Regions from separate parts of the Mus musculus genome. Here region 2 is linked to region 1. The links are chromatin contacts, called in public HiChIP or PLAC-seq maps. All regions are on one chromosome and are shown on one strand. Each heading gives the region's core, a stretch centred on a gene start, on an enhancer-like site or on the middle of the called end of the contact. The rest is flanking DNA. Distances are from core to core; before and after follow the strand shown.

Region 1 (4,215 bases), core at 1,049-3,548:
AAGAATGTGACATGGTGCAGGTGCCAGCACGCCTTTGATCCCAGTACTTGGGAGGCAGAGGCAGGCGAATCTCTGAGTTCGAGGCCAGCATGGTCTACAAAGTGAGTTCCAGGACAGCCAGGGCTGCACAGAGAAACCCTGTCTCGAAAAACAAAGAAAAAAACAAAACAAAACAAAACAAAAGAATAAAAGAATGCGACATGGTTTATGTTTTCAAAAGACAACTCTGATCTAGGGATACTGGTACATACCTGTAATCTCAGCACTCAAGAGGGCTGAGGCAGGAGAATTGCAAGTTTCAGTTCTGCTTGGGCTATATAGTTGAGACCCTGTCATAAGAAACAAAATCAAAACTAAAGCCCCCAGTTTAACATTGGGTGCTTTGGCTGCTGGACTGTTGTGGGATTGGATGCGAAGCCTCCTTAGAAGACAGCCACTGCTGATGGTTGTAGACATGGAAATCATGGGGGGAAGTGGGTAAACGTGTGGGTACACAGTGGAGAGTAAATGTGATAAGACCTGACCCTGTTTTGGATGTGGTGGCTAGGCAGCAGGAGTCAGGGAAGAAAGGGACTTAAGGATGATGACGATGTTTGGATCTGAGTACCTAAGAGGTGGAATGTCATGAGTGAGGGGAGAAATGGCTTGAAGGGAAAGCCCATAAGGAAGTCAGTTGCTACCTTTGCCCATGTTTTTTTCCAGCATCTGGTTACGCTGAAAACAGTAATACTGCTTTGCCTTTGGCTGACCCTATAGCTAAAGGGAGAGATCCCAGCTGCCAGTTTTTCAGAGCAAAAGTTGAGCATACCTGGTGACTAAGACTAGTTCCACAGGAAGACAGCCTAGCCGGCAGAGAATTCGATATTTATCATAGTTCAGGGACATACCTTGTCGGTGGAGAGGGGGCTTGGTTAGGGAAAGTTCCATGACAAAATTATATCCTAGCTTCTGGAATCATGAAAATCCAAATAGCGATACTGTAATCATTGATGGTGCTGGCTCAGAGATGGGGGATGCTCATAATTGTCCTCACTGTGGTCTGATGGTAACTGCTTTTTCTTCTTTTTAAGTCTAACAGGGGTCACTGCACTATTAAGAGGCAGCATACAGACAAGCACCTAAAGTGTCACTTACTATTGTGGTGCTTATTACCCGACACCTCTGCACTCTGGTCTTATCGCTGTGTAAATAATCATACAGCTACAGCCAAGCACTTAACTTTGTGTTCCTGACTCTAAGACTTACATGCATTATCCCACCCTCTCCAACCACCAATTAGCTGAGTGACATCTCACCCTTACTGCCAAGGAACCAGAAGCACGTCTACCTATTTTTCTAATATTTACCTTGTACCTACAATGTGCTAGGCTTATTCTGTAGGCTTTGGGGCACAACGTGGGCAAAACAAAATGCATGCCTCTGTGTAGCTTCAGCCTGGGGACCAGAAAAAGAAGAGAAGACACACACGCTAAATACACATAGTGTAGAGTACCCAGAAGGTGATGAATGGTTACTGAGACAAGTGGAGCTGGATAATGAGATCCGAATAAGATACTTTAAGTTGGATAGGCAGGATAGAGTTCAAGAAGGCGACATTTGAGCAAAGATTAAAAGGGTCCACGTGCAAAGGAAAGCAGCGCTTGGGGTGAGGCGGGGGGGGGCGGGGGAAGGGGGTGAGGAGAGGCAACCGCCTAATATCTACCACCAACACCTAAACGAAGCAAAACGATAGAGGGAAAGGCGTGACACAACTAGGCCTCCTTCTTAAATCCGCCTTTCTTTAGAGGTGGGAGGTCCCAAGGCTGGTGAGAGAACACAAGACTGGCAAGCAAGCAGTCCATGGCTGAAGTCAGTCTCAGAATCAGGGAAGCAACCGGCATTACACATGCTCGACTGGCGATGTGCGCCCCTCCTGGGCCGGCCCTCGGCAATCCTTGCACTAAGGCTCCGCCCGCTCCACCGCCCTCAAGGTTCCGCGCTCGCTGAGCCGCAGCCACTGAGCCGGGACTCCACGTAGCCGTTCCCCGGCTACGGGTTGCGCAACTCGCGCCGCTGGGCGGAGCCTGGATGTAGGCGGAGCCACTGCAGGACCGCGGAGCGGACCAGGCCTCCGCGAGCGCCTCTGCTTGCGAAGTGCGCCTGCGCACGCCGGTGCCGCGCCGCACGATATTCCAGCCCCACCCATCGCCCCGCCTCCAATTCCCGGGCGGAGTTCCTGTTCACGCCTGCGCACTGCGTCGCCGCACCCTGCGCCTGCTCAGATCGCCCGAGTCTGGCCCCATCCTCCGGGTTTTTTTCTGGTGGGGGAGGGGTCACGTCTCGGCGAGTCACGGTGATGGCGGCCACCATCCTGTGGTGAGGTAGCGGGTTCTCTGCGTCTCTCGGGGAGTCCCTCGCGCCTCCTGCGGGCCCAGTGGCTGGCGCGTGAGGAAGCACCGCGGGTCGAGCTTACCGGGAAAGCCGCGGGAGCGAGCGGCGGCGCGGCCAGGGGAGACGCGGGGCCCGGGGTGAGTGCGACTCCGGGCGAATGTGACAAGCCCCCCCACCCCCACCGCCTTCCTCCCGAGAGCGCGAGGATCGCGGCCACCCCGGGGCGGCCAGGCCCCGGCTTAGGCACCATGCAGGTCACCCTGAAGACCCTTCAGCAGCAGACCTTCAAGATCGACATCGACCCGGAGGAGACGGTATGCGCCGCCGGGTTAGGGGAGCGCGGGCCCGAGTCGGGGCGGCGCGGGAGGGCCCCAGAGGGGCGTCGGGTCACCGCCGGCTTTGTGGCCGACAACGAGGAAGGCCCGGGGGCAGATGGCGTGGAGCAGCACCGGTCCGCGTGGGCGCTGGTGGCCGCGGCCCGGAGCGCGTGGTCGTGGGGACGGAGGGGGAGGGGAGACCTGGCGGCCTGGGCGCTGGAGCCGGGCCTGACGTGCACAGGTGGGGGAGGGAGGGAGACCCAGGCGAAGCCACCACCCTCCGGCGACATGGCTAGGTGCAGAGGTCTAAGGGGCCGGTTACCCAAGACGGTGGGCCTTAAACGCGCCTAGTTTTGTCTGCAGCCGGGAGGGATGGTGGGGGAAAAATGAATTTTTTGGCCTCTCAGAAGGAGCCCTTTTATTTATGTCTTATTTTGGATTAGTTTTTACGATCCTTCCCCTCGCAGCCACTGAACCCACACCCACAGGTGGATTACGTTCTGAGGCCACGTTGGTGGTGAAGAATTTTGCATTAGAAACCTTCAGATCCGGATTTAAATGCGTTCTTTCGGTCGTCTTGGGAACCTGAACGCTCCTCGGACTCCTAGAATAGTAGTATTTGAAGGGAGGGAGAAAAATATAAAAACTTGGTGTTCTACAGTTAAAAAGCCGACTACTACACTTAACGAGTTCACGTGATAAATTCTAATGCAGTGGTCTCCGGTTTTGCCTGTAAAAAGATCTGTGTTAACTTTAATACAACTTTATGTCAGGAATCTAAAAAATGTCATGCGAATAAAATTTTTTCTCACGTGGAATTATGACGCTATGTCAATAGATTACTGCATATTTGTGTGGGGGGGTTTCCTTCTTCTTCTTCTTTTTTTTTTTTTTTGACTGATTGAGTTTGTAATTGAAACAACCAGGACGTGGTGTTAATTAAATAGATCCGAGATCCGAATTCTATTTGTGGCTCTATAACTCGTTTTCTACAGCGGGACAAACTACCCTGTTTGATTTTCTGAAATGGGAACTGTACCAGCTGAGATGGTGAGGATTAAATGGCATTTAGTTGATTTCTAAATAAGGCCTACTATGTAATCAGTATATGTTTGTGTGAAGACATGGTGTTTTGTTTTACCTATCACATCTAATATTCTAAAGTCTCCTTCAATCTTTAATAAGAAGCCAAGAATTCCCAACCTTTTTGAAATTGTGGCACAAAATAATTTTATAAGAAGTTATTTAATTTCCAGATATCTGCAATAATTCTTGAAAGTATAGAAAAACATTTACATGAGAGCTCTGCAATCTTCACAGAAGCAGTTGTTAACAATTAGTGGACAGAGGCCCTGTAGAATCAAATTTCTTCCTCACCCCCCCCCTTTTTTTTTTCTTTAGGCTTTTGAGACAGGGTTTCTCTGTGTATCTCTGGCTGTCCTGGAACTCAACTCTAGCCCTGGCTGGCCTCAAACTCAGAGATCAGCCAGCCTCTGCCTCCTGAGTGCTGGGATTAAGGGAGTGCACC
Region 2 (3,759 bases), core at 926-3,425, 840 kb after region 1:
TGATTATACTGTTTCATGGTCTGTAAATGCACATCTCCAGTGCTCTCAATTTTAACCATGTTATAAAAACAACTTCAGGGAACTTCAAAAAAAAAAAAAAGATGATGACATAGAAACTGTTCAAGGAGAGCAGAGCCAGAATGATGGCCATGAAATTGAACAAATATCAAATAATTGAGTGGAAAACCTCAAACCTCATTGTCCCAGGGGTTTCTAGTGTGAAATCAAAATATAGATGGCCCTGTGCAGGTAAGAGCTAGATATTCCGTTGTTTCCTAGCTCATAAAGAAAGGCAAAGGCTACTTTCAAAACCAACTTTTCCAGGCTTATGGAATCCTTCAAAGGGAATAAAAGAACTCACCTTTCATGAATTTTTGCTTCTGAAAGTTTAGTGAAAGAGTCCAGGAGAGCTACAATGGCTAGCTCTTAGGAAAAACATAATCATGTAGAAAGGCAAAGATTTTAGGGACTCTTACTAAGCTGCTGTAGAAGGACTGGCTTATCTAGGGAGGATGAAGAACACTGGTTTATCTTTTCCAGAAAACCCAGAAAGAGGAAACTTTCCTGGAGGAACTGCCTCCAGCAGGCTGGATTGTAAACAAGTCTGTGGGGCATTTTCTTGATTATTGATTGATGTGTGTATTTGTGGGAGGGGGTGTTAGATGCCAACACTCAGACAGGCGGTCCTGGGTTGTATAAGAATCCAAGCTGAGCAAGCTATAGGGAGCAAGCAACTAGGCAGAGGTTCTCTAGGTCCGATCTTCATGCCTCCAAGCTCTTGTTTTGAGTGCTGCCCTGATTTTCCTCGATGATAGATTCTAAAATGTAAGGTGAAATAAACCACCCTTTGCTCCCCAAGTTGGTTTGCGCAGAGTTTTATCCAGCAATGGAAAGCAAGCTGTGCAAATGTGTCTCTCCTTGGCACTTTGTATTCTAATTACGTCGGTATTTGTTTTCCAAGTGCGGTGAAAGAGAAAGCTGTGTATTTGGATAGGGTCAGGCACAAGAGCCTGTGTACAGCAGGCCAGGAATAGAGAATACTCCTGATTGTGTAGGTAGGTGGGTGGAAGGATGGATGGACAAATGGACAGACAGATGAGTGAGGCCCAAACAAAATCCCTTGCATTCCTTGGCAGTGTTGTTATAGTATTGATAAGGAGAAGAATGGAGCTTTAGTATATGCTACAGCTTTAGTTGGCATTGTCTCTTTAGCCCTCGTGACGTTGCTGGTAGGTAGATATCATTATCCTCCCTGAGGAGATAAAGAAGCGAGTCTCAGCGATGTGATGTCAACTGACTTGCCAAGGCTCACGTGAAAGACTGGCAGGCCCCCGTAACAACAAAGACTGATGAGGGTGGAGGAGAGATCAGGTATTGATAGGAATTTCAGACCTGGTCACATCATCTGCTTGGACATTCTGCTCTGCCAAAATACTTTGAAACATTAAAAAACAAAAAAAACAAAAAAAAAAAAAAACATTTAAAAGTGGGTAAGATTTCCAGTGTTTTTTGAAATTGGAGAAAATGAATTGCCAAGCAATAAACAAACAGCGGCTCTGTTTTATGAGCAAGTGGATTAACTTGGAGCACATAGGCAGGACTTGATCACGCACAGGATCCTGCCGTGTTCCAGAGCTTTGCAGCAGTTGGTGTCGCTCACACTTGCTGCCAACTGACTGTGTTTTTCAAATCTCATATCTCAGATTGTGACTTAGCCAAAAAGTAAAAATTGTGAAAGAGTTTTAACAGCTCACAGATCTCATGAAGACCAAATAAATAGTTTCCTAAATACGTTTTCTTTTTCTTTAAATGTAAAATTTGGGGAGGCAGAAACCCAGTCTTTTATGTTCTTTCTAAAGTGCAAGACCCGAGGGCTATGTGCTCAATAATCATTTGTTGAATGAGCAGAATTTAGCACAATTGCATTTAAGTGCACCTGCTCCGGTTACATTGTTAGGGACCACCAAACACAACAAGATGCAAACAAACACTACTGAATCTGGCTTTCTTTAGGTAAGTCTAGAAGCTTCACAGGGGAAAATTCAAAGTAAGAAATGTGAGCACAAACAGGAAAACAAGCTAGCAAGCAGAACTGGGCCACCAGCACATAAAGCCACTTGGTTCAGGCCCAAAGCTGAAGAAGTCAATAGAATGAGCCCTTTAACAAATGGCATGAGTCATAGCAAACATTAATGACATTCAAAACAAAGATGGAAACTTTTTTGTGTTACATTTCTGTCTGGTCAGTGGCTAGCAATTTTCTGGAACTTCCTGCTGAGAAGAGTCTGAAGCCAGATGCAGGCTCAGAGAGGAAGGTGTGTCATGACCTATTTGTGACATCTCCTGGCAAAAATCCTATGGTGTTAGAGATTCCATGATGTGTCCCATGAATTCACACAAGATTTTAATCTCCAAAGTTATATGTTAACATAATGAAGAGGGCAGACACAATCCAGTGTGCTTAGGGGCGGGGCTTCCAAGGACTGATTAGGGTTGGATGAGGTCACGGGAGCTGATCCCTCACAATGTGTCTCAGTGCCTTTAAAAGGAGTGAGACCACAAGTGACATACAGACTTCCTGTCTCTTGCTGTGTAGTCCCACATGCTGCCCTGGTATAATGCTAGTTAAAAACAAACAAACAAACAAACAACAACAAAACAGATTACCAGATGTGGTTTCTTTTTGAAGCCTTTATTTTCAGAATTGTGTATTAAATAAACCTCCAAGGGTCAGCAGGGTGGCTCAGTGGCCAAGGATACATAGTACTAAGCCTGACTTGAGTTAGATCACTGGGACCCACATATCGGAAGGATAGAACCAACTCCACAAAGTTGTCCTCTGACATACACAGTGTTCAATATTTAATTATTTAGCTAATTAATTAATGCAGTAAGAATTTAAAACTAAACCTCTTATGAAGTTATGCTTCAGATGTTTTTTTGACAGGAAGGAAAACCTAGCTAATAGGGATTAGTGAGAACAGTCAGAGGACTGGTATTAATATTTTTTCCATGTTTGCATTTGATAATATAGGTTGAAAAACAAAACAAAACAAAACAAATGACAATGCCTTTAAGAAATAGTTTGATCCACCTGACTCATGTATTCAGCTAAAGATCTTAGTAAAAGAACTGATTGGTCTCTATAACTGAGAATATATGTGGGTAAATATATATGTACATGATGTCTGGTTTCTGGTGTTCTCACAGTTGTGCCAACATTGTTCACACTTGCATACATACATACATACATACATACATACATACATACATACATACATACATACATGTGTGAGTATCAGACAAAACATAGATGAAAGACTTAATCATTTGTATTAATTGATAATATGGCATGTAGCTGGTCAAAGTTTTTGGGTTTCCCAATATTATTCAATAAACATTCATAGATTAGCATATGTTTACAAGCAGAGAGAGAGAGAGAGAGAGGCAAAAGAAGAATTGGCTAACTCATGAGAGATGCTCAAGGTACCAACCAGCATGAGGACTGAATCAGGAGAAGTCTAAAGTGATACGGGAACAGCTATGAACACTCTGAGGACCAGGCCACAATCAGCATACCATGAAGAGCAGCAGCCACACCATCCTCATATTCTAATACCCAGAGCTCTGGAAGCTGAGCCCAGAGGCAGACAGTACAACATACCATAGAGGAAAGGCAGTTGCTTTAACCTAGCTGCATGTGACTCCCTTACATTCTCTACTTCACACTTCCTGTTAGGTATGAAAATAAAGGTAGAT

What was found. HiChIP or PLAC-seq counts read pairs in DNA pulled down with a chosen protein or histone mark.
Region 2: a contact with region 1 is called in a FOXA1 HiChIP or PLAC-seq map of pancreatic cancer cells. The contact joins the enhancer-like site here to the promoter of Rad23b in region 1. A contact is called at or near these places in 4 of 115 datasets of contacts at active chromatin or transcription factors (astrocytes, bone marrow-derived macrophages, pancreatic cancer cells and 1 more).

Annotation. Positions count from the first base shown.
Region 1 is chr4:55,347,744-55,351,958 of GRCm38.p6, forward strand. It overlaps Rad23b (RAD23 homolog B, nucleotide excision repair protein), which reads left to right and starts at 2,299. Exons shown (of 10, transcript NM_009011.4): 1 at 2,299-2,684. The coding sequence starts at 2,619. It overlaps Gm42290 (a long non-coding RNA gene), which reads right to left and starts at 459. Exons shown (of 3, transcript XR_881289.3): 1 at 252-459.
Region 2 is chr4:56,191,071-56,194,829 of GRCm38.p6, forward strand. No RefSeq gene overlaps it. Among named protein-coding and RNA genes, the nearest start is that of Gm42291, 120 kb to the right of the region's middle. Within about 2 kb of position 2,176, at least 5 of the 459 cell types and tissues checked have an H3K27ac peak or open chromatin away from gene starts, as enhancers often do. A contact at or near this core is called in pancreatic cancer cells, where this site is marked.